Regions from separate parts of the Mus musculus genome. Here regions 1, 2, 3, 4, 6 and 7 are each linked to region 5. Evidence: chromatin contacts called from public promoter capture Hi-C data. All regions are on one chromosome and are shown on one strand. Each heading gives the region's core, a stretch centred on a gene start, on an enhancer-like site or on the middle of the called end of the contact. The rest is flanking DNA. Distances are from core to core; before and after follow the strand shown.

The links. Promoter capture Hi-C pulls out the DNA fragments that hold promoters and counts their contacts.
Region 1: a promoter capture Hi-C map of embryonic stem cells shows a contact between it and region 5. The contact joins the promoter of Pantr1 here to the promoter of Map4k4 in region 5. A contact is called at or near these places in 3 of 39 promoter capture datasets (embryonic stem cells and hippocampal neurons), 2 of 484 Hi-C or Micro-C datasets (both in embryonic stem cells) and 3 of 115 datasets of contacts at active chromatin or transcription factors (all in embryonic stem cells).
Region 2: a promoter capture Hi-C map of cranial neural crest shows a contact between it and region 5. The contact joins the promoter of Mrps9 here to the promoter of Map4k4 in region 5. A contact is called at or near these places in 5 of 39 promoter capture datasets (cranial neural crest, hippocampal neurons, liver and 2 more).
Region 3: a contact with region 5 is called in a promoter capture Hi-C map of stem cell-derived epiblast-like cells, with 9 times the contacts expected there. The contact joins the promoter of Pantr2 here to the promoter of Map4k4 in region 5. A contact is called at or near these places in 6 of 39 promoter capture datasets (embryonic stem cells, hippocampal neurons, liver and 2 more) and 3 of 115 datasets of contacts at active chromatin or transcription factors (astrocytes and embryonic stem cells).
Region 4: a promoter capture Hi-C map of pre-B cells shows a contact between it and region 5, with 3 times the contacts expected there. The contact joins the promoter of Mrpl30 here to the promoter of Map4k4 in region 5. A contact is called at or near these places in 2 of 39 promoter capture datasets (liver and pre-B cells).
Region 6: a promoter capture Hi-C map of liver shows a contact between it and region 5, with 2.8 times the contacts expected there. The contact joins the promoter of Dalir here to the promoter of Map4k4 in region 5. A contact is called at or near these places in 2 of 39 promoter capture datasets (hippocampal neurons and liver) and 1 of 115 datasets of contacts at active chromatin or transcription factors (embryonic stem cells).
Region 7: a contact with region 5 is called in a promoter capture Hi-C map of pre-B cells, with 5 times the contacts expected there. The contact joins the promoter of Lipt1 here to the promoter of Map4k4 in region 5. A contact is called at or near these places in 2 of 39 promoter capture datasets (liver and pre-B cells), 1 of 115 datasets of contacts at active chromatin or transcription factors (astrocytes) and 1 of 9 other capture datasets (liver).

The regions. Positions count from the first base shown.
Region 1 is chr1:42,693,357-42,696,809 of GRCm38.p6, reverse strand. It overlaps Pantr1 (POU domain, class 3, transcription factor 3 adjacent noncoding transcript 1), which reads left to right and starts at 1,985. Exons shown (of 4, transcript NR_027826.2): 1 at 1,985-2,063. It overlaps Pou3f3 (POU domain, class 3, transcription factor 3), which reads right to left and starts at 1,042. Exons shown (of 1, transcript NM_008900.3): 1 at 1-1,042. All of the region lies in intron 1 of Gm46091 (predicted gene, 46091), which reads right to left.
Region 2 is chr1:42,849,340-42,852,657 of GRCm38.p6, reverse strand. It overlaps Mrps9 (mitochondrial ribosomal protein S9), which reads right to left and starts at 1,425. Exons shown (of 11, transcript NM_023514.4): 1 at 1,232-1,425. The coding sequence starts at 1,366.
Region 3 is chr1:42,712,020-42,715,201 of GRCm38.p6, reverse strand. It overlaps Pantr2 (POU domain, class 3, transcription factor 3 adjacent noncoding transcript 2), which reads left to right and starts at 1,748. Exons shown (of 4, transcript NR_110495.1): 1 at 1,748-1,847; 2 at 2,897-2,999. All of the region lies in intron 1 of Gm46091 (predicted gene, 46091), which reads right to left.
Region 4 is chr1:37,888,768-37,892,177 of GRCm38.p6, reverse strand. It overlaps Mrpl30 (mitochondrial ribosomal protein L30), which reads right to left and starts at 1,701. Exons shown (of 6, transcript NM_027098.3): 1 at 1,594-1,701. It overlaps Mitd1 (MIT, microtubule interacting and transport, domain containing 1), which reads left to right and starts at 1,767. Exons shown (of 7, transcript NM_026913.3): 1 at 1,767-2,018. The coding sequence starts at 1,868.
Region 5 is chr1:39,898,789-39,902,190 of GRCm38.p6, reverse strand. Map4k4 (mitogen-activated protein kinase kinase kinase kinase 4) reads right to left here and starts at 1,278. Exons shown (of 32, transcript NM_001252200.1): 1 at 905-1,278; 2 at 617-682. The coding sequence starts at 961.
Region 6 is chr1:42,749,457-42,752,665 of GRCm38.p6, reverse strand. It overlaps Dalir (DNMT1 associated long intergenic non-coding RNA), which reads right to left and starts at 1,954. Exons shown (of 1, transcript NR_130904.1): 1 at 1-1,954.
Region 7 is chr1:37,870,337-37,873,654 of GRCm38.p6, reverse strand. It overlaps Lipt1 (lipoyltransferase 1), which reads right to left and starts at 1,436. Exons shown (of 2, transcript NM_001037918.4): 1 at 1,330-1,436.

The DNA.
Region 1 (3,453 bases), core at 736-3,235, 2.8 Mb before region 5:
GCTCCGTGGCCAGCCCCTTCAGGGGGGGTCGTGGTCTCCCCCCTGGCCGGGAGCGATCGGCTGGCTCCAGCGAGGCTCGCCCACTGGGGCGGGGACCCGTACTTCGGGCGCTCTCTCGGGGAGCAAGGGCTCCGCGGCTCCTCCTGTCCTCGGACGAGTGCGGACTCTGGCCCGGCACAGGGCTCTGTCCACCTGCTAAGCGAAGGTTTCACGGGAGACAACAAAGGACGAAGCGGTTCCTTTCTTCCTTGGCCAAATTGTGGGTGGCCAGCAATCTGGCCGCTCCTAGTTGGTCCGCTGTCTTCCCTGATCTTCAGCAACACATCTTACTGTTTCCCCTTACTATAGTAAAACTTTTCCGGTCCTTACAGGCGTGGTGATGCTGGCGGCTCGCGTCTGCGGAGTGGGGCGGCTGGCTCCTGTTCTGCCCCCCTGGTTCGCTTCTTTCAAGTTTTGTTTTGTCCTAGGAAAACTTCTTGCGATGGTGCATTTCTCTGAAGTTGTTATTGCCGGAGCTCTTGGACGTCTCTGAAACAAGAGTCCCTTTTCATGTTCCTCGCGACACTCACAGTCTGGTGCGACATCTTTCCTTTTGGGTAGAAATTAGGAAACAAATATAACAAGGCAAAAATTGAACAGGAAAAAAAAATGTCGAATTGTTCTGTTACCTTGTTGCTGAAGGTTGGGGTTGATGTTTTATTTTTTCCCCGGCAGTTGTCTGGAGAAGGAGGAGGAAGAAGAGTGCATTGGTGGAGGTGGAGATGTGTGTGTGCATACAGGGAATCCTTGATACACAACCAACTCCTGTGGGCACGTTGTACCGCTCCTAGAGTACCCGACGGCGGGCGCGGGAGCAGGCGTGCCGGGGCAGAGTTGCAGCCGGAGCTAGCTCTGCGCCCGGATTCTCTCTCTTTCTCTCTGTCTCACTTTCCCTCTCTCTCTCACTCTCTCTCTCCCTCTCTCCTTCTCTCGAGCGCCCGCTCCCGCTAGGATCTGACAGTTCGCTCTCCGTCCCTCCCTCTCAGAGCAGGGACTGTCGAATGTTTACCCTCCGCCGCAAGCGCGCACCCACCACCACACTTTCCCAAATACAAGGAAGTCGAGCACCAGGGCCCCTGCTGATTGGCTACCCGCTGGGTGATTGGCAAGCCTGGAATGACTGGCTTAGGACGCCTGGCCCCCCTTCCGGCCGTTCCGATTGGTTGCTTTTTAATTTAGGCAGAGCGTCGTAGAAGCTGGAAATCTGTTGTCCCCCCCCCCCCGCCCCATCCTCCCTCCTCCGCGCCACTTTCCCCTCCACGCCCCTCCCCCTCCGCCCCCTTCGTCGTCCCCCCCCCTCGCTCCACCCCTCCGCCACATCTTAACTCTTAGTGTCCAGCCCAAACGTCTGCGTTCCCTTGGCGGCTCCCTGTGTTCGCGATTGGTCTGGGGGGGTTGGGAGAGAAATGGAAGAGAAAAGGAGGGGGCGGGTAGAAGGGGGACCAGGAGGAAAATGAAGAGGGGAAAAAAATCTTGAAAAATAGCAGTCTACCCATTCTACCTAGACTGCGTTGTGTCGCACCCCCACCCCACGCGAGAGATTTGTAAAGCGCGCGCCGCGGATGTACGTTCAAGCTAATACCTATAGACAGATGTGTCCCCACTGGTTTCAAAGTTTCCTCTTCCCTTCACGCGCGGGCCCCCATCTCTGTCCTGCAGGAGGTGGGAAAGGAAGGCTTGCCTCGCGCAGAGCTCCTGTGGCCAAGCTTCTTGGAAATCCGCCACTGCAACTTTGTGCAGCCGCGGCGCGCCGGCGGCGACCCTCTTTGTTTAAGTTCTCGGATGCCATCATCTGGGAAACCTGCAGCCCTGTACCAGCGCGGGGCCCGCGCGTGCGAGTCCGACCGCTTGCTGCGGCTGCTCGCTCTCCAACCCCCCCTCCCTCCTTTCCTCCCTCCCACCCACCCTCCTCTGGGATTCTTGCAAGTATCGTGCGTGCCCTTGTGAGTTTGGAGGGTGCCGGTCAACGAAGCCACGCGAGGTATTTGAAAGGCAATCAGCCCGACCGTCCCCCTAGATTCATCGTAAGTGTATTCGATCCCAATGCCTTTAGAATGCAGTGTCTGCCTCAGCTCGCCTAGAGGGCCTAGGGCTGCTAGCTGCTCACCCGCCCCCCACCCCGGTCCCCTTTACCGCTGACTCGTGTGTGTGTGTGTGTGTGTGTGTGTGTGTGTGCGTGCGTGTGTGCGCGCGTGTGAGTGTGTTCATTGGTGGGGTTTTCACTCGCTTGCTATTCTTGGGCATGGGGACGCTTTATTTTCCTCTTTCTTTGGGTCTCAGGTTTTGCGAGGTGGCTGTGACCGCTGTCGACAAGTGCTTTCTCAGCCGCAACCCAGCTGAAAGAGTTAAGGGGCCCGGGAGGAGGAGTGCGCCCGGTAGGCGGGAGAAGAGGGGGTGGTGTGGTGTGTGTGTGTTGGGGGGGGGGGGGACGACGCGGCCAAGCGGAAACGCCGCACAGAGGAACCTCAGCGAACCAAGAAAAAAGAGAAAGTGGCAACGAAAACAAGGACAAATTAAATCCTCCTTGGGGATTTCCAATGAACTAACCCAATTCGGACATTCAATAAATACACGACTCTTAATGAGTGTGCGTGTGCTTGCACCCCGCACCCTCAGCTGCAGGGCACCGGACCGCAATCTGCAGTTTCTAGTCCAAGCAGCAGCCGAGAACGTAACCCGGCGGTCGGTGTGCTCCGAATATAAAGAACTGGCCTGCCTTCTCCCCGATGCATAATTTCTCTAGAGGGCTCACTTCTGTGAACTCAGTTACAGAGGGAGCTCTCCAGCTCAGCAGCAGCCTCGCAGCCTCTGCGTGATCTCGAGATTAACCGTAGACGCGGGGCATTTATGTAGGATCGGGTCCAGCTCCTGCTTGCCGGGGTGAAAAGATACCATCGTAGAAACAGATCTAAAAGGCAGCAGTAACCAAAGCCCCAAAACAGAACGGATTCCCCCCTCCATTCCAAAAGGTTCCTTTTTATATTTATATATGCGTATATGTATATATAAAAGATGGAACACAGATTTCATTGAATAAATCTGAGATCTCCAGGTGCAGACGTTTGAATAGTCGGTGCCAGCACCCCGTGTTTTCCTTTCCTGCCGATTTTGCTTGGATCCGGCTCAAAAACCGAAAGAGTCTCGTGGTTTTGTTTACACTGAATGGGGAGGATAGGAACAGAGCCATGGGGCCGCCTTTCATTAATATACAGTGAGGATTTTGTCTAAATTACTGCTATGAGTTTCACAGTACACGCTTTCAAAAGCCGTCTCAGGTGGCCTGATGAAACGGGATAGCGCCTCAGCAAACAGATCCACTTTCTTTCTTTGCAAGGAGGGTGTGCACGTTCGGGAAGCCCCCCAAACGCTGTGCTCCTCAATAACAGAAACGCACTTCTGTTCCCAGGTCTGTCC
Region 2 (3,318 bases), core at 176-2,675, 3.0 Mb before region 5:
TATTCCCCCTGTAAATTAAAAAGGTAAAAGGGATGTGACCCAGCGAGGCTCATTTTGTAAAATGTGTTTGTTTACACATAATTATAAGAATAAAGAGAAAGAAGAAGGGTACACTAGGTTCAGAATATAGGAGAGTGAGAGCCACCTGCCCATATAATCATTACCAATAAACATATTTTGTATGCTACAGTTCCTCTCATATGCAATTATGTGTCTCAAAGAGATGTATAGAAGAAATAAAAATGTCCAACACATTTTCCAATTTTCAAAACCAAGAAACCCAGATGTTTAACAGATCAATGGACAAATTGGTTTATGTTACAACATCAAATAACAGAAAAAGGTGGCCAGTCATTTTGTAAAACAGTTCTAAGATCCAGCGTTTAACTTCTCGGCAATATCTGGTGGTAGTACTGCTTTTCCAACATTTCGTACTCTTTCTACTCAAACTGTTCTGTTTTCCAACCCCCACTTGTTTGACCGCGTGTTCTCAATCTCTTGAGACCTCTCTTTCGGCCTGTTCATCTGCCTACTCTTGCAGGACACCATCTGCGCGCTATTCCCTGGGTTTCCATTAGAACCTGCAAGGTAACAGGACTTCAAAGTTAGGTCTCCTCCTGTGTCACGGGCACACCCACCGAAAGGACTACTGGAAATCTCCGGTAGAATATGCCACAGACACTTTAAGTGCAATTACAGCCGAAGCTCGTTTTCTCCCACTTTTAATGAGCCACATTAAACGGGCGACAAGCAAAGACTCAAGCTAGAAATCCCAGCTTCACACCGACCCCGGAATTGAGCGAAGCGGTCAAATTCTGCTCTCCTAATGTCACACACACACACACACACACACACACACACACACACACACACACAAGTTTCGGGAAAATTACAAAAACTGAAATTCCGCAAACGCAGAGCACTTGTAAAAAGTCTCAGTTCGCTCCACAGACTGACTCTGCCCAGGACATCTTCCGGGTCGCGCAGAGTTCGGCTCCCCTTCTCCCCGGGACGAATCACAAGACCCAGGCAGCCACCCAACTCCATCTGCCGAACCCTTTGCTCCTCAAAGCCCAGGGAGAGGCTGCAGAGGATCCGTCCGCGGCCGATTCCCCGATCCCCAAGCGTGACCTCCGACCTCTACCTTGAGGGCTCTGGCAGCCCTGGAAGGTGGGCCGGCTTCACGTCACCCTACCACACGGACCGCCAGCTCCAGCTCCCAGGACCTTACCTGGAACCTGGTCCCTGTCTGCCAGCCAACCGCCGAGGCTGTCCAGTACCCGGGCCTCTGGCAGAGGCTAGCTCTAACAGCGGGAGTGAACCAAAGGGAAAGCACTCGGCCGCAGGACACACAGGGGGCGGCCATGTTGGCCGTAAGAAACATCCTGGCGGGAGGGGAAAGGGGTGGAGCCTGGAGACTGCGCAGGCGCAGACCTCCCAGGCGGAAGCGCTTCCTTAGCAATTGCAACTAGGGGCGGAGTTCTGTAGTCCAGCCCCTCGCCGCTGATTGGGTGCGCGGCAGCAGGTTGCCTTGCACATGGCTTTCGGCTTACTAGCAGCTGTAGTCCTAGCTGAGTTCCTGGTACCCACGCTCAGACAAGCCTTCCACAGTCTTATTCTCACTCCAACAATCCAAGCTGGCTTTCCTGTCCGCTTGCCTTCCCGCAAGGGCCTTCTGCTCCCCCTTGAACTTGCCCGTTTTAAAGATCTGTTTCAAGACATTCTTCTTCCAGCAACTAACCATTCTGGCTTCCAACACATTGTGTTGACTCTTAGCTGTCTGACCCACAGGCTGAGGAAAAGCACCTCCCTGCTCAACTTCATGGCTCTCCCTGATTGCCTCTGAGCCTTAAAGCCATTAAGAGTGGCTGCAGACACAGGAACTGTCTTTGCCTTCTGAAACTTGAACTTCCTAACCCTAAGTCTAGGGTTATCTCTACCAGATACAAGTGGTTGAATAAATCACTCTTAAAGGGTTTTCCAATGTTGAAAATTATCATTGAATAATTTGATAATGTTGAAATTATCATTAGAAGTTTAAAACATACTCAGAAAACGAGATCAAGGTGACCGAGTAAGAGGCTGAGAAGTTAAAAACACTCTATGTTCTTTCAGAGGACCTGGGTTTGGTCCCCAGAACTCTTGTGGAAAATCACATCTATCTATCTATCTATCTATCTATCTATCTATCTATCTATCTATCTATCACATCTATCACATCTATCACATCTATCTATCTATCTATCTATCACATCTATCTATCTATCTATCTATCTACCTATCTATCTATAATTACAGCTCTAAACAATCTGACACCTTCTCTGAATTTCAAGGGGATCAACCATGTCTGTGATGTACAGACACATATACATACAAGCAAAATATTTATACATGTAAATTAGAAATCTGTTTTTTAAGTTATGAAGTAAGTGCTGGCATCGTACAGTTATCACCTCATAAAACAGCTCTAGGGAAATAGAAATTGCATAGCTTCAGAAAAATAGAAGAAAAAAAACCCCTCCAAATAGGATGCTTGTAGTAAAGGGGGGAAATCATTATTTTCCCCTTTGTTTGTTTCCTTTACATTAGTGAAAATCTCTTCATTCAGTGGCAGAAGTCCAGGACTAGTATTTGGAGAAGAAGAATAAGTTAGAGGCGAGGCAGTGCTGGCCAGAAAAGCAGGTAGGCTAACTCCAGATCTTTACCTCTCCCTCTATCTCTCCAAATCCAATCCTCTAGTCTTATCTGTAGCAGAACTGCTGTGGCCTCTTCTCACTCTCTGATCCCATTCCCAGGGGACTAAACAGACCCTGGTAGATCACCCACCTTCCCTCCCTCTGCAGCCCTCCTTACTTCCTCCCCTCCAGCCCATCTTCATTCCTAAATGTCAGCTCTCAATACCAAGAAACACATTGTACCTGGAACCCCCAGTAGCCACAACTGGCTGGATCTGAGAAGCATTCTACCAGGCAACACACAGCCACCACAGACTCCTAAGAACCAGAGAAAACAAACAAACAAAAAACAAGGAAAAGAAACCCACTCAGCAAAAGCAAGACCAGATGTCAGCACCTGGAATTACAAACATCCCCAAACCCAGATGCCTACATGCCATCATAAAAACAGAATAAAAACCAGCCAGTATAACATGTCTCCATTAGATCCCAGCAACAGGCCCGAGAACTGAAACTTAGTTGAAGACAAAGACTTTAAAGTAACCTTCATGAATATGATAGAGGTACTTAAAGAGGAAATTAATAAACCCCTTTAATAAATCTGAAAATACAAACAGTGGAAGGAAATCAATAAAACAGTCCA
Region 3 (3,182 bases), core at 499-2,998, 2.8 Mb before region 5:
CTAGGCTAAATCTCTAGATTGCACACTTTGAAGTGGTTGCTATTACCTTTATTCTTCTGCTTCCTTCTGTCTGCAAAAGCTTAGGCTCACGGGTTTTCATTTCAGAAAACCAGCGCACCTCATGCGAATTCATGAGACTTCCCATCTCAGGCCCAAAAGAAAACCATAAAGACTTTGAATGATACCAGAACCCTATTCAGGCAGGTGTGACACCAGGGAACCTGGCAAGCAGTCCTACCAGGAGTGGAAGAGAAGGTCCAAGAAGCAGCCTACAACTGCCCCAGGGCTCTGGAAAGGTGAGCCTGCGAGAGTGGTCAAGTCTGGAGTTCTAGGGGACGAGAGTTGTGAGAGTAAGAGAAGGGAAGTCAAGGCTTGAGAGTGTGGATAGAGTTGGGGAAAGGACTCTCCGGAGCCCAGCCTGGGCACCTCACAGGTCCTAACCTCCACCCACTTTCAACTTTTTGCTGTTCCCGTTAGATGGCGCTCAAGACTTTCTAACCATTTGTGAAAGTGCTCCTGGTCCGGAACAAAAAGAGCCTTATCGAGAGAGAGAGTGTGGAGTGGGCGTGAGCGGGGGGGGGGGGGGGGGGGCTGGGGGGGGGGATGTGGGGGTGAAAGCACACCAGGGCGCGGGCGTCGCCTGGCACCAGGAGGAGCGGTCACGGGTCAGCTGGCCCCGGGCGGGGGTGCATCCCAGGCAGGGCCTCCTCCGCAGCGGGCCCAGAACTTTCTCTGCTTCCTCTTCCTTTCCCATTCCGCTTTTCTCCTGGTCCCTGCTGAGCAGTTGGCAGATGGGTTTCGGCCTCCGGAAGGCCGAGGACTGCACATCTATGCAGGCCCTCCGTGCTCTGGAAGAAAGAGGCCTGGAATTGAGCAGTGGCGCTGGGGTTCAGACCAATTCTCCCCACGAGTACCCCCACAAGGGTTCTGAGTTCTCAAGCTCCAGCTCTGCACATCAGCCATGGGACAGGTGCAGGTTTTGTTTTAGGCTCTCAAAGTGATGTTTCTAAGTTCCCCGAGTGCATGTTTCAAGCAATACAGAGCAAACTTTCTGGTCCCCGGGCGGATGACGCCTGAATGAAGTCAAACCACCGTCCTTTTAAAACTATAAAATGAAAGAAACTAATGAAAGGCCCTGGAAACCCTGAAGCATTAGATGTGACCACTTATTTTTAAATAATTATGCGACGAGTGATCGGGGCTTCCAAAGCTTTCCAAATATCTCTTCTTTCGCAGTCTCTAGGAAGTGTCTTGACTGTAGGCGAGCGGGTACTCTGATCTTTCCCTTCCCTTCCCTTCCCTGTTCGCCCAAGTGTTCAGGAGCTGTGTGCCCGGTTACCCCTAGGACCGGAGGGAGCAGACACCTTCCTTTGTGAGTCCCCCTGGCTGGGAACTTTCCCGCGCGGCGGGTTCCCCTTTAAGAAAGTAGCGATTGCTATGAATATTTAATGCGGAGCTGGAGCCCGTCGGGCCGAGGGGAGACCCGGCCCGCGCTCTGCGGCCGGGGCGTAGCTCTAGCTCATCCCCCACCAGTTCAGCCACGGTAGGATGAGGAGGATGAGGGTTTGCGGGAGGAAAAGCTTTGGAGAGATGGGGTGCGGGACTATGGAACCCGCTTGAGTCCAGTAGGCCAGCGCGGGTCATTTCCATAAGAAAGCCGCAACCCAGCTGGAGGCTGCGGTTCTTCATGGCCTCCCTGCCCCCACCATCATTGGCAGCGTGTCGCGGGCTTCTCTGCAGCCTAGATCTAGGCGACTGGTGTGGATTGGTGTTGATGAGATGTGGCTTCCAGCGTTGCCCGACTCAGACCTGTTTCCAGTCTGGATGGAGCGGACCGACTGTGTGGGGTGAGTCCAGGGTGCGGCGGAGCCAGTAAGAGTTGAGGAGAGCGCGGGGAAGCTAGTCCGTAGTGGGCACCTCGGATTAGGAAGTCCTGAGAAGTACTCTGAAGCGGGGTGTGAAGAGAGAGTACTGGGAGAAGGCCTAGGAAGCTAAGCCGTCCTTGCTGCCCCTCTCAAATCCCCGGAGCTTTCGCTTTCAGTGGGTGACCCTCTTCCAGCGAAGGGATGGAAAGTGAACTTGGTCGGGCATTTGATCTAGCTAGCAAAGCGGTTCTTTTCTGTGTACATTGAGTACATTGAGTTTCTTCTCTGCTTTCAAGAGCCCACGCACGATGGCCACGCATCTTCAGGTCTATCAAACACACACACACACACACACACACACACACACACACACACACACACACATACACACACACATCTAGAGAAATTAAAACCTAGATCTATAGTGTTCAAAAAAAAAAAAAAAGCAAAGCAGAGGAGATAATGTGTGAGACAGCCGTCTTCACTTTGCCTTCTATTGGGAAAAGTTGCCTGAGAAGGAATAACTTCCCTTTTATGGATTCTGAACCACCTGTACTTTGCTACAAAGCTTAGTTGGGTCACAAATAAAACACCAGTTACATCGAGCAATGAAACCAATTACAACTATTAACAACTTTATTACTTATGATTAGACTTGAGAACTTTAAACTCAGACAATATGATCGAGTTATTTTTCAAACCAGCTAAGATTTTTACACCATCCCTCCCCACTCCACTTCCTACCCCTGTCCCCAAGAAGTAAGAAGAGTAGAAATGATATTTCAGGGAGTTTGTATGTATCCGTGGTCAATATTATATTTGTTTCTTTTAGTAAAGTTTGTTGCTTCTTGTACCTAATGGTACCTTGATTCCTGATTCTGTCGAGTTATGGAGAGCATAATTGAAGATGGCTGGTTACAACCGACTTGGTTTGGATGTGGAATTGGGGCAAGCACTCTCTCCCAGTACTCTAGTAATGCTGAAAACCCAAATCTATTTAAAAGGACAAGTTGTTTTAACTTCTACCACAGATGGGGTGAGAGGAACAAGTGAAACTCAACAGCTAAGGAGAAAATGAAGAACTAGTGCTACGTTTTCCACGTTCTTTTTGCTCCGGGGTTGACATGGCATTTGGTGAGTCTTTCCTGAGACTGTGGCTGTCTGGAGAGGGGAAAGTATCAGAGAAGTTTTACCAGTCTTAAGGCTACCTCCAGGAGGCTGTCCACCACTTCCCTCTGTCTCCATGCCAGCCTCTTGTTATCCCCAAGTGGAAATCCCTGCTCAGTTGTGTGTGCAAGGCTTGGGGCAAAGGAGGAA
Region 4 (3,410 bases), core at 452-2,951, 2.0 Mb after region 5:
CTTACCTGGCATGCATGAGTTTCTGGGTTCAACACCTAGTTGAAGCTGGAGGTCTTCTCCCTATTTTGGCTCAAACCTTCTCTTGTCAACAGGTCTACCTGGATCACGCTGTTTCAGTCCTGAATGAGGACTACCTCCACCAAACAGCTTAACATTCGCAGCCACAGCCCTGCCAGCACTTCTGCACCTTGCCTTACTTGAGTACTCGTGTTCTATTGTACTTTGCTGGTTTACCATTTAGTGGCTGTCTCCACTCTGTACACGGGACAGTGCCAGAAGACAAGGACTTTATATTTTGGTTTGGATCTGCTCAAGTCATAGATGTGTCTCTCAAAGCAGCTTCGGCACTCAAGATTCTCTGCTGAAGTTTAATTTCAGATATAAGCAGGCAGCACCATCAAAACTGCTTTTTGTTGTTGTTGTTTTTCCTTTTGGTGAGGGAAGGTACTGGGGATTGAACCCATAGCCTTGCATACAGAATATAAGTGCTCTGAGCTGCAACTCATTTCAATACAGTAGGCATTATTCTTATGTGCGTAGCTTTTGGACCTTGAAGCAATTATACTGCCATCTACTGTACAACAACTTTCCTCTGTACTGTTGCAAATACCAGAAAAATGGGGCTGGAGACATGGCTCAGCAGTTATGAGCACTGGCTGCTCTTCCAGAGGTCCCACATTTAATTCCCGGTGACCACCTGGAAGCTTACAAATGTTTTTTTAACTCTATCTAGTTCCAGGGGATCTGACTATCTTCTGGCCTCCATGGGCACTACACGCACATGGTGTAGATATGACAGGCAAAACACCCATACACATAAAAATAAACTGAAAAATACCATTTATCACATGGGATATATAACCTATTTCTATTTTCTAATATGTTAATATATGAGTATACACAGAAAAACAAAAGGCTGCCAAAACCATTTTTCCTCTCCCTCACCCCGAAAGGTTTGCTGGAGTTTTGTTGTTGTTTTGCTTTTTTACAATGGTTATGCACGTAAACAGCTCTTTACCCCTAAACTACAACACCAGCTCGTAAGTGGTTCTTTAATTAATTTCTCTTTCTAAAGGGTCAAGGTATATATCTATAACGAGGAGTGAACATTCCTGAAAATACAGAACACTGAATTTCCCGTGCAATCAACCGCGTTCTCTGAAATCAACAAATGTCTCTCTTCTTCGAATTCCCAGGACGTAAAGGTAGTAGGCAGCCGTCATAACGGCCTCTCAGCCACCAAAAGCAGCTGCTTTAACAAGTGACAATCACAGGGGCCTGCAAAATCACTGTCTTTAATAAACAGCAACTCCAAAAACTCAGCACTCTAAAATCGCAACATCTTAAAATTAAGCAAGTTTTGCCTTCTTAAAAAAAAATAATAAATTTCACTGACGCTTGGATGGCTCGGACCTAGATCTACACGAGTGAGACTCTCAGAGACACGCGCGTCGCAGCACGACTCGAATAAAGTGACAACCTGGCTGCTTTCAGAAGATCAAGAAATAGGTCTGCGGGACCTCCAACTCGAAACAGAAAGAAAGTCATTTCGTAACTGCAGAGAGAGCCTCTAGCTCCCACGACCGCACTCACCGGCGACCGCTGTGTCCACTCCGAACGTCCCCGCAGCCGGAAGGAGAGGAACAGAGGCAGGTGGACCCAGTGCAACATTCAAACCACGCCGTTGCCGTCACAGACCGTACGGTTCTTTGGTTCCGGGAAAGGTTTTTTTTTTTTTTTGTCCCGGCCCATTCACAACGCGCCATAGAAGACAGCGCAGGCGCAGCGGCGTCACGCGTGCGCTTCCTGGAAGCGCAGTGGGTCAGCTCTTGGAATTTGCTGGCGGTGCCCAGGAGTTGTCACAGTGATGGCTAAGTCCAGCCTGGGACAGGATTCCGATAGCACTGCGGCGGTGGCGGTACTAAAGCGGGCAGTAGAGCTGGATGCAGAGTCCCGGTACCAGCAGGCTCTGGTGTGTTACCAGGAGGGGATTGACATGCTCTTGCAGGTTCTGAAAGGTGAGCGAGTTTCGGTTTCCGCTCTGTCTGGGACTGAGCGGAAACTTAAGAAAACGAAACTTACTAACTACCAGGAAGCATTCAAATTCAGGAGTTATATTCTGATAATCTGCAGGACAACGGAGGTGGTGGCCTTTGCAATAGACCGATGTTATCGCTAAGGACCATAAGAGGCATAACCAAATATAATCTATAAGGCTTGATAGGTCTTGCGTTTGAATCAATTTTATTCTTCGTTGTTGTCAGTTTGTGACATGATTTTTCTCCTTCCTCTGGCTCACCTTCCTGCCCTCACCCCAACTATGATCCATTGAGTTTCACTAGGGTGGAAGTTTGTTTACAGAGCTATGTGCACGTTACCAGCGACTACAGCACTGACTAAATTGTCTCTCCCTCCTCCATCAATGATTATATATTCATTCTCAAGATGGGGGTGCATTCCACGGCCATTTATTCTATGTGCACCAACCAGTTGTCAGTCTCTGCAGTCACTACCCGGTACTGGTGGAAGAGGCTTCTCTGACCATGTGGACTACAGCACTGCTCTATGGGCATAAACATAATGAGGTAGAGGGCAGTTTGGCAGATACATCATGTTGATTTAATAAAACTACAGCAGTAGTAGTACGGCCCCTAGGGCCTAGGACCGCCACAGTCTTGATTTTTAGTTAGGTATAAAGTACCAGATGAGAGTCCCTCTTGTCAAGCAGACTTCACATCCAATCAGAAAGCAGTTGGGTACCACATTTACCACGATTGCGCCAATGGGCTCATCTTTCCCAGATGGTTGGTTTTAACAGAGGGAGTGGCTGAGTAAGACATTTCTCCCCCAGCAGCTTGAGTAGCACCATCCAACACCGTGGTACTATCCAACAAGGAGGACGCTTTCAACCAGCTCCAGTTTGTTCTCGACCTGTGGTCAAGGCATGTGGCATCTTTAGCAATAGGGTCTTATGAATGAGTTTTGATGGACATCCAAAAGCAGGGGCAATCCTGTATTGTTTGGGGGGAACTCACAGCCCACTCTCAGCACTGGGGTGTATCTATCTATCTATCTATCTATCTATTTATTTTTCCTATTTATTTGTTTAGTAAGTTGTGTTTCTGGGAGCAGCTTTATCTATCCACAGAGAATACCTCCACTTAAAAATTTTTTTTTCTCTCTCTCTCTCTCTCTCTCTTTTTTTTTTTTAGCTTGCTGTCCTAGTTAGGGTTTCTGTTGCTGGGATGAAACACCATGACCAAAAGTAAGCTGGGGAGGAAAGGGCTTATTTACTTCCACATTGTAGTACATCATTGAAGGAAGTCAGGACAGGAACTCAAACAGGGAAGAAACCTGGAGGCAGGAGCTGATGCAGAGGCCATGGAGGAGTGCTGCTTGCAGGCTGGCTT
Region 5 (3,402 bases), core at 29-2,528:
TTATAATCCCCACACTGTAATTCCTCCTGTTCCCGTGGCCCAAAAGCACACTCCCCCGCCCGCTTCCCCAAGATACTGTCCACTAGAACAGGGTATGCTGGCCAAGCTTTAAAATCAGTACCAGGTAACGCTAGCCTCCCCAAGTTGGAGCCTACGGCAAGCACTCCGAAGGCAGAAGCACGATGACATGTCTCAAGAATACCAAGGCAGTGGCTGAGTGGAGTCATAGGCAAGGCCTGTCTACACCGAATTTTAATTCACGGACAAACGCAAACGCATGAAGGCCAGATTTGGAGGAAAGGGGGTTTGGGGGGAGACCCTGTGGTCACCCTCGAACACAAAATTCCTTTTCTATTTTGCTAAAGCCAAGTGCATGCCTAACAGTGTAGCTTATTTCCTTTATCTCAAAGCCAGGAAATGAGGTCTTTTAAGGCCAGTCTGAACACAGGCAAAAAAACAAAAAAGAAAAAGAAAAAAAAAGAAAAGCCAGGCGAAACCCCCTTTCCCAACTTTGGCCAGGCGGCACGGCCTGCAGTCAGCAGCGTTTCGTCACCCTTTCCCTCGTCCCCTAAGAAGTTTCTCCACGCCACGGGGAACAAAGGCGCCCCACACCGACCTTATAGACTTGTCCATAGGTGCCATTTCCAACCACTTCCACCAGCTCAAAAATCCCAGCAGGGTCCTGGAGAGAGAGGAGGGGGAGGTTATCAACTCAAAAGAGGGACCCCAACCGAGGAGGGCGAGAGGGCGGAGGGAGGGATGCAGGGCGGTGACAAAGGCTCGCCCCGCCGGGTCCCCGGGAGCGCCGTGGCACCCGCCCGCCCGCTCGCCCGGCAGACAAAGGGGCCGCCGCGCCCGCGGGTGTCCGTGTCCACCGCGGCGCGCAGGGCGCGGCCGCACTCACCCGCAGGGACGACAGGTCAATGTCCACCAGGCTCTTCGCGGGAGAGTCGTTCGCCATCTTCCCCGGGTCGCCGCTCCGGGAGCGGGCGAGAGAGCGAGAGACGGGCAGGGGCTCGGCGGCGCCGGGGCTCGGGCCGCACGGGCAGGCCGCCGCCGCCCGGGCGGCTTGTCGTCCGGTCGGAGCGGAGCGCGGCGCGGAGAGCGCTGGCCGCGGAGCTCACACCATGGCTTGGCGGTCCTCCCTCGGCCCCCACCCGCCCCCCGGGCGTCGCCCGCCGCCTCAGGCCCCGGCGCCCCGCGCGCGCGCGCCTGCACGAGCGGCCCGGAGCTGGGGCCGGAGAGCGCGGCGAGCGAGCGAGCGCGAGGCCGCGAGACAAAGATGCCGCGGGAGGCGGGGGCGGGGGCGGGGACGCGGGGCACCGACCGGCGCCGCTGAGGAGGGGCGAGCGACTCCCCCGCCCCCTCCGCCGGGAGAGCGGGCGGAACCCGGCCCTCGCCCTCGCTCGCTCGCCGCCCGCCCGCGTGAATATTCAGCAGGGGTGGGGCTCGAACAATGGCCGGGCGGCCGGCCCTCCGCGGATGGTGGCCCGGCCCGGGGTGGGGCCGGGAGCCCTCGGGGCCTTCCCGGAGGAAGTGCGGGGCGCGGCGGAACACCCCAGCCTCCGCTAACAATGAATGAAAGACTCGGAGCGCCCCGGCGGCCCCGTGGACACCCCACCCGCGCCGCTCGCCCGGGAGAGGGTGTGCCAGGACGCGCCGGGGTCGGGCCTCGGACCCCTCCGCCGCCTACGGCCGGTCGGTCCCGTAGACCCTCGTTTCCTTTTTACCCCCCAAGGGGTGTTCCTCTCCTTTCTCCTTTCCTGTCTCAGTTTGTGGCTTGGTTGCTGCTGGAGGATTCGCTGAGCATCACTTGACCGTCCGGGAGAATCCAAAACAGTCGCTGTGATTGCTCGCTGCTGTGTTCCCCGAGCCAGTTTGGCCCATGGGAGGGAGGGCGGACGGGCGAGCCCTCTGCTCGGGATCTAAAACCCTGACAGTACCTGGATGGAGATCACCACGGGTCACCAAACAGGCTTCTTCCAGCATGCCACAGCAAGTCAGCTAGGCAGTTCAACTACTGTCCCTCTTTATCACGTCCCAGGACCAGCCAAAAACATGTTTAGTGACTCCCTGTTACCTCACAGCGGGTGTTCTCAACAGTATCCCAGAATGGCCAGGTACAAGATCGCTGTAAAATTGCTTGACTCCCACATGTAGAAGGCCTAGAATGGGCCTGATAAGTTAAGAGATGAAGCTAAGCTTGGTGTTACATGGCGCCCCCCAAAATCCACTGTTTCATGGGCATCTAGTTGTCAATAACGTTCTGCACCTCCCTCCCCACACACTCCACACTGTTCTGATTTAAGCAGTACACACCTTATAGCCTCGGAGTAGAAAACCCCCAATACTGCAATTGTTGTACTCAAACCCTAAAGACCCTAGCCTAGAGAGGAGCGAGCATACTCTCCACTTCGGCCTATACCCAGAGTTCAAGTCGCTGCCCCCAGAGAATGTCCAGCGCTCTTCTGCTTGGGTTACGTTCTAAGATGTTTGACATGAGACTCCATTGTAGAGTGAAATTATATTCGGAACTCCCAATATCTGTTCCTTAGGAAACGCACAGGAACAAAAATGTTGGTGAATTTGTTAGCGCTTGTCTGGTTTGGCTTTGTTATTATTTATTGATAATACAGTGATGTGTGCAGCCCATTTCATATATCTTATCTTACTGTTCTTCACGTGAACCTTGAGTGGTACTCTTAATTTTGCTGCTTTATACATTAGGAAATAAAATCTGAAGAATTACCTCGCCCACTGTGCACAGCTGATGGCTATACAAATACGGCAGTCTCTCGGCACCGCCCCCCTCCCCAACCCACCCCCACTCCCAGTCCCTAATCCCAGTCTTTCCACAGGTTAACATCAGACCTATGACATGGAGGCCTACCTCATACCACTTCCTTCTTATCTATATGAATCCTTTCCCATCAGTTCAGAGCCATTACAGCCATTACATCCTACTATCTCGGATTTCTCCAAGCCCCGCCCCCCCCAACCCCTATCCTAAGATGCAGTGAGCAGGATCCGTACTGAAGCCATTGTTTTCCATTTTCAAGGCAGTATCTATTATTGAAAGGGCAAGCCAGCGCCCAGGATATCTGAAAGAGCATCACAATTTGTCCTCAGAGAACTTAAAGCTAATGTCCAAAGGGCAGTTTGTAAATACGCATAATATTATATTGTAATTCCAGCCAGACAGAAAGAACACTAAGCAGGTGTTCTCTGAAAGTCTCCTGGATTTAGAGCAAAGCTGAACTGGGTTTGAACCCTGGCTCTATTATTTATCAGTTGTGCAACCTTGCTCCGGCTGCCTAACCTCTCAGCCTATTTCCTCTCCAGTATACCAGATAAAGGCAAGAGATAAGAAAGACAAGAAGCCAGGGCTCAGGCAGGAGCAGT
Region 6 (3,209 bases), core at 705-3,204, 2.8 Mb before region 5:
GGCAGTGAGTGCAGACCACAGGAGTGGGCTCAGCTGGTAGAGACAGCAGTTCAGCAGCAAGAAGGAACACCTGGGGCCATAACGAGTTGGACCAAGGAGGGCAGGAAACAGTCAGCTAACTGCAGGATCGGAGGCTCCTGAAGGTTTCCTTCAGGATGCTGCCTCTTGTGTGGATACACACCCTTGTATGAAGAGCCTTCTTTGTTTCCCAGGTTGTCATAAGTAAGACTCTAGCAAACCTACTTCTGCCTAGATTTCCAAAGGGACTTTGGAACAGGTGGGACCATGGACATAGCTTTTCCTTCACTAGGCAATTTGGAGATTCTCAGGCAGGAGGATGGGCTCAGACTAAGACTCTGGGGCTCCAGTTTTGAGGAAATTTTTGCTTCATGATTCACCAGCCACATTGGAAATGTGAGAACACAACGATACACTGTTAATTCTTTTCTAATTCTGACTCTGCTTTCAAGAAGTGACAGCTTTCAGAATAACTAAATAATTTCTAGCGTCAGGTTTTTTTTCCCCCAATATTAGTGTTACATGTGAAACCTGGCTTTTCATCACCCATCTGGCTCTCTAGGAATCTTTAAAAAGTAGAACTTTAAAAAAAAATTTAAAAAAATTAAAGGAATGTCTTAGAGTATAGACTGATGATATCCACTTAGTCTACTTTATAGAATTACTCACAGGCCATAACTACCTAAGCATCATTTTTTTAAATCAATATACAAAATGTATTATAATCAGTCCTGAAGAAGAATGTGTGCCCAGGCCTATAATCCTGGTACACAGAGACAGAGGCAGGTAGATTGTCACAAGTTCCAAGTTATATCTAGGTATTATTATTTAGGCTTAATTATTTATGGAATGAAATTAAATATTTTAGCATAATTGGTGTCTGTGTGCAGTGTTCAGGCTAGGGATGGACTCTTGCATTCTCTACTGTAGACCACTAGGAAGGCTTTGCTGAAGCCACACTGAAGCAAACCTGTCTGGAAGCACAGCTAGAGAGTGGGGGACCCATCTTATTCTTGATGAGTGTTGATCCCAAGATCAACTTTCCTTACTTGCTTATGTCTCATCAGTAGCTCATATAGAATCCCACAGTCACAGGGAACTCCACCATTCCCGGCTACAGGCAGGCCAGTGGAAGAGTTCTAGGCAGCTCATTTGTCCTTGGAACAGGTGGTCACAAGCTTTGAACCTCAAGCCAGATCTGATGGCTCAGACCTATAATCTATGCTAGGGAGCAAGGGAGAAAATTCACTGTCTTTGTGGTCAAGGGGCATTTTAAGAAACTAACCATCAATCATTTATTGATATGCCTAAATGTCAAAATATGTGCTTCAAAGATAATTGTCTTAAGTAGGGGTTCCATTGCTATGATAAAAGATCATGACCAAGGGCAGTTTAGGAGGCGAGGGTTTACTTCATCTACACTCCCAAGAACACTCTATCACTGAGGGAAAGTCAAGGCAGGAACTCAACCAGGGCAGGAACCTGGAAGCAGGAGCTGATGCAGAGGCCATGAAGGAGTGCTGCTTACTGGCTTGCTCATAGATCAATATGGTGGAGGATTTTTCTCAACTGAGGTTCCCTCTTCCAAAATGACTCTGGGTAGTGTCAAGTTGCCATAAAACTAATATAAATAGCTAAAGCTATAAAGCTAATCATACCAAATTCCAACTTTTAAAAAATACTTATTTTTATTTTATGTATTTTGAGTGTCTGGGGGACGGTGTTTGCCTGCACAATATTTATGTGCATCATGTGCATGCCTGGTTTATGTAGAGGTCAGAAGAGAGTATTGGATTTCCTGAAACTCAAGTTATAGATGATTGTGAGCCACCATGTGGGTACTAGGAACTGAATCCAAGCCTCCTTGGAGAGTTGCAAATGCTCTTAACTCCTGAGTCACCTCCCCAAAATCTATAATCTTGATTTAAAAAACAAACAAACAAAAAAACAAAAAACTATAGCTGGGCAGGGTGGAGGTGGAGCAGAAGAGGTAGGCAGATCTCTGAGTTTGAGGCTAGCCAGGTCTACAGAGAGAGTTCCAAAACAACCAGGGCTGCCTAGATCTAGAGCTTTACTTCCTCAACATGGGAAAACTAACTCTCTCTCTCTCTCTCTCTCTCTCTCTCTCTCTCTCTCCCTCTCTCTCTTTTTCTCTCTCTCTCCCTCTCTCTCTCCCCGTCTCTCTCTCTCTCTCCCTCTCTCTCTCACACACACACCAGTGTATGCCAACTCTCACACTTACTGAAGTATCCATATCTTATATCATGCTTTTCAGTAAGACCTTAATGAAGAGTATTACTAAAATAAATAAGTCAAAGCTTCCTCTTATCTATACTGATACTACTCAATCTTGCTTCGGAACTACTAATTAAGAAGAATTCATATAACAAATTGAGAAGACTCTGAAAGATGCTCTGTTATGATATCACAGGCTGTAAGAAAGCTACCTCTGGCAGATATGTGGACAAGGGACATTGAGAAGTGGGTAGACACCAGTCTGTAGCCCAAAGTAAAGGAGGTGGCCTAGGGTGACTTAAGGGAAATAGGCATATGTTCTCTCTGCATTTAGATGCAGGAAGAACCAGCAGTTCTTGCTAACAGATCGGTGTGAGAGATGAGTAGGAGGAAGAAGGAGGCTGTAACTCAAAAGATTCCATTCACAATTGAAAAACAAACAAAAACACAAAATGTCTAAGGAAAAATCACTCAGGAAATATCCAAAACCTAGGTGACATAAAACTCCAAATATTTTCTCAGGAGTTTAAAGAAAAAAGTAAGAAGGGAAGAAAACTAAAAAGGTGTATGTGGTAGAGTAGGCTTCGTACTTACAGATGAATACGGATGGTTTAAGGAAATCCAACAGTGTGGTTTAATTACAACAGAACTTAAAAATGACAAAAATGCTGCCAAGGTTCATCTCTTCGGGGTGAAGTTAGGTTAACTCTGGCTAAAGTAAAAGGAACAACAGCAGAAAATAGTCTCCACCAGCTACTAAAATGCAAAATGAAATCACAGTAAAGAAAGGTGTAGAAATTCACCACTTAGGAACAAATAAGTGGATTCCATAGATCAAGCAGCCCGTCTGGGATAGACCCAAGTGCAGATCCAAAGCAGGTAACTTGTGTTACTATATATATGTGTGAGACGTAGCTGGTTCTTTGACATATAACCAGTTGGAGAAATGGCTCAGC
Region 7 (3,318 bases), core at 187-2,686, 2.0 Mb after region 5:
TGACAGAGTCTGCAGTAACTATAAGGCATGCTTTGTCCTTGACAGTTGGGATTCATCAGTGAACTACATAAAGGTGACAAGAGTCACAGGGAAGGGAGACACATTGCCAGAATAAAGACTGTAAATCTGTGTGAGTCATGTTTAAATAGGACTACTAAAATAGTTACACGTGAGTCATTTTAAGGAGTTAAACTAAATGATTATTATGTATCGTATCACAAATTATTTTAGTTATCAGAACACAATCTCCCCACCCTCAGACACGATGAGTGTGTAGCCCTGGATCTCCTGAAACTACCTCTGTAGACCAGGCTGACCTTGAGCTCACAGAGATCTATTTGCCTCTGCCTCTGGGTTGAAGGCCTGACATACCTTCTGAGACAGACTGTAGCTGACAGACAAAATGAAACAATCTAACTTTTGAAAACCTGGTAGAATTCTGTTTCTACAGTGTTACTTTGCATAGCGACCCACACCCATATTTTACTTTTTTAAATGAAAAACTTTTTATACAATGCATTTTGATCACGTTCCTTCCTCTCCCCGTTTTTTTCAGATCCCACCACCTCCCTATCCACCCAACTTTATGTTCTTTCTTTAAAAAACCAAAACCTATGAAAACTAAAGTCAAAATAAGTAAAAGATCAACGAGACAAGACCAAAAAAGAAAAAAAAAAAAAAGCCCGTGGAGTTTGTTTTGTGTTGGCCACCTACTCCTCTGTAGGCGCCTGGGCTAGGATGTGGTTGATATACCCAACTACACTCTATTTTAACAGCTTTAGCTGAGCAAGGGATGGAACTCACTCAGTCTAGGTTTGAACTGTACCGCCGAGCAATCCACCCCCAGCTCTCTGCTTTCATCTTCATTACTGGTGTTATAATTATTTCCTCAGGAGGCTCTTACTTCCATGCTCTGGGAGACACTTCTGCAACTGCCAACACATGCTTCTCCCTGACAGAGTGTAAAGCAAGACCTAACTACAGGCCTACCTTCCTCACAAGGCCTTACCAAAACTATTTGCTATCCTCCTAATAACGCGATCCAAACCTGGAAGTGATTACGAACTTTTAAGCAAGCTTTACTCTTCGGGAGCAGGCACGCGACTAGCACTGAATGTCTTGTTTAGTTTACCCTACGCCGTATTAGAAATCAACTGTTCCCAATAATGAAATTACGTCCGGAGCACCAGGTGTAATCTGCAGAGCTTTCAGAACCAATAGGAGGGGCCCATGGGACGCACGCGTGCTCTCCGCAGCACCCACTCCTGCTCAGCGTGTGCCTCCACAACCCGCAAAGAATTCACTGGAACTGCTTCCGGCTTCACTCACCTGCCACTTCCGGTCGCGCCCGCAGCAGCTTTTTCTGCAAATTAAAACTCAATCAACCCACGTGGAACCCAGAACACTCAGCCCTCTAGACGCAGTTGCTGGGGAGTCCTCCCCAGCCCCGCCCAAGAGACCCGCCCTCAAGAGGCCACGCCCCCGTAAAGCTCGCCCCCTGGATAAGCCACACCCCCAGGAGGTCGTGGCTAAGCCTGAAATAGAAGCAAATATTTTTAAGGTTATTTCCTTCAGGCCAATGCATTTAGAACTAGATTCATTGAAAGGACAAAGTCCACTTACCAAAATATGTAAAGACGAGCTGGGTGATTCCTATGCTGGTTTCTTTCAGCAAGAGTTGGCTAAACTGTGTGGTCCAAAATGGTCTGTTCACACTCAGGAGGTGCTGTCTAGCTGCTGGGGCGGTTCGATTCAAGGCACTTGGAAGCGCTTCAACCGCATTCCTATGGCCCCAGGAACAACAAAGCCAGACTAGAGTTAAGGAATGAGATCACGGACCCACTTCTTGATGAGCAGAGCCCAAAGAATTTGTGGTCATTCCTCGCTCTTCCACAGAAACCAGTCTCTCCTCCTTCAGTTAGAATGGAAGCCTCTCCAGCCTTGCCTCCTGGTACTGCTAACGCAGTAAATGAGCAGAGTTAATTCAGGGTATATAAATTAGCTGCACCACAGACAGGACTCCTGTCTGTTACTGCAACTTTGATGAGATCAGTCTTCAGCTGGATGGTATTATGAGGGTGGGAAGGGATACTTTTCCATTCGTCATTGTAGGAATTTTGCTAGTTATCAAAATAGCCCCACATTGTGTTGCCCTTAGTAGGGCTCCTAAATTAGTAGTCTGCTTCTATATTGTATTCTTTGAAATCTGAGAAGGGACAGTTTTTTTCTGTTGTTGTTGTTCTGTTTTGTTTTTGTTTTTTGTTTTGTTTTGTTTTAATTTCCTTCAATGACCTTCCTTCATTCTCCACTGTCTGCTCTAAGATGTCTGTCTTTGGACCAGTTATCCTCTTTTTCTACTTCTTCAGCTTCTCCACTGGAATGTCCAATAACACTCTAACCTGCTTTATAGTCCTCTGGTGATGGCAATTCTCCTTTCCTGCATTTTATTCTGTCTCCTCCCCCGCTCCCAATCCCCAAGACAGGGTTTCTCTGTGTAGCCCTGGCTGTTCTGGAACTCATTTTGTAGACCAGGCTGGCCTTGAATGCACAGAGATCCACCTGCCTCTGCTTCTGGAGTGCTGAAATTAAAAGTGTGCTCCACCATGCCTGGCTCTGTCTGCTCTTCTTAAAACTTCTATTTGAGTGTGAGTTAGGGTCTCCCCCTGTAAGGCAGGCTTGCCTGGAACTCGCTATGTGGACCAGACTGGCCTCACAGAGAGCTTTCTGCCTCTGCCTTCCAAGTGCTGGGATTAAAGGTATTAGCATGGGCTTCTTTCATTTAATCACCATATTAAGGCTGAGATAACACACATTATACAGCAAATCAATCTGTATGTATGTATGTATGTATGTATGTATGTTACAAAATGTATTAGTCAGGGTTCTCTAGAGTCAGAGAACTTATAGTCTGTCTCTCTATAGTAAGGAAATCTATTATGATGACTTACAGTCTGTAGTCCAACTCCCCAACAACGATCAGCTGTGAATGGGAAGTCCAAGGATCTAGTAGCTGCTTAGTCCCACAAGGCTAGTAGATTCAAACAGTTGTGTTGGCAAGTAAACACAAGCAGGCAAAGAGAAGCGAATCTTCCTTCTTCAAATGTCCTTATGTAGGTCTCCAGCATGAGGTGTGGTGCAGATTAAAGGTGTGTACCACCACACCTGGATCTGGGACTTGTTTTGTCCCAGGCTGACCTTGAACTCAAGAGATCTCCTTGCCTTAGTCTCCTGGGATTCGTAACCACTATGCCTCAAGATCTCCATGCCAAGATCCAGGTCAGAAACTCATATCTCCCAGCCTCACAATGTGGATCACAG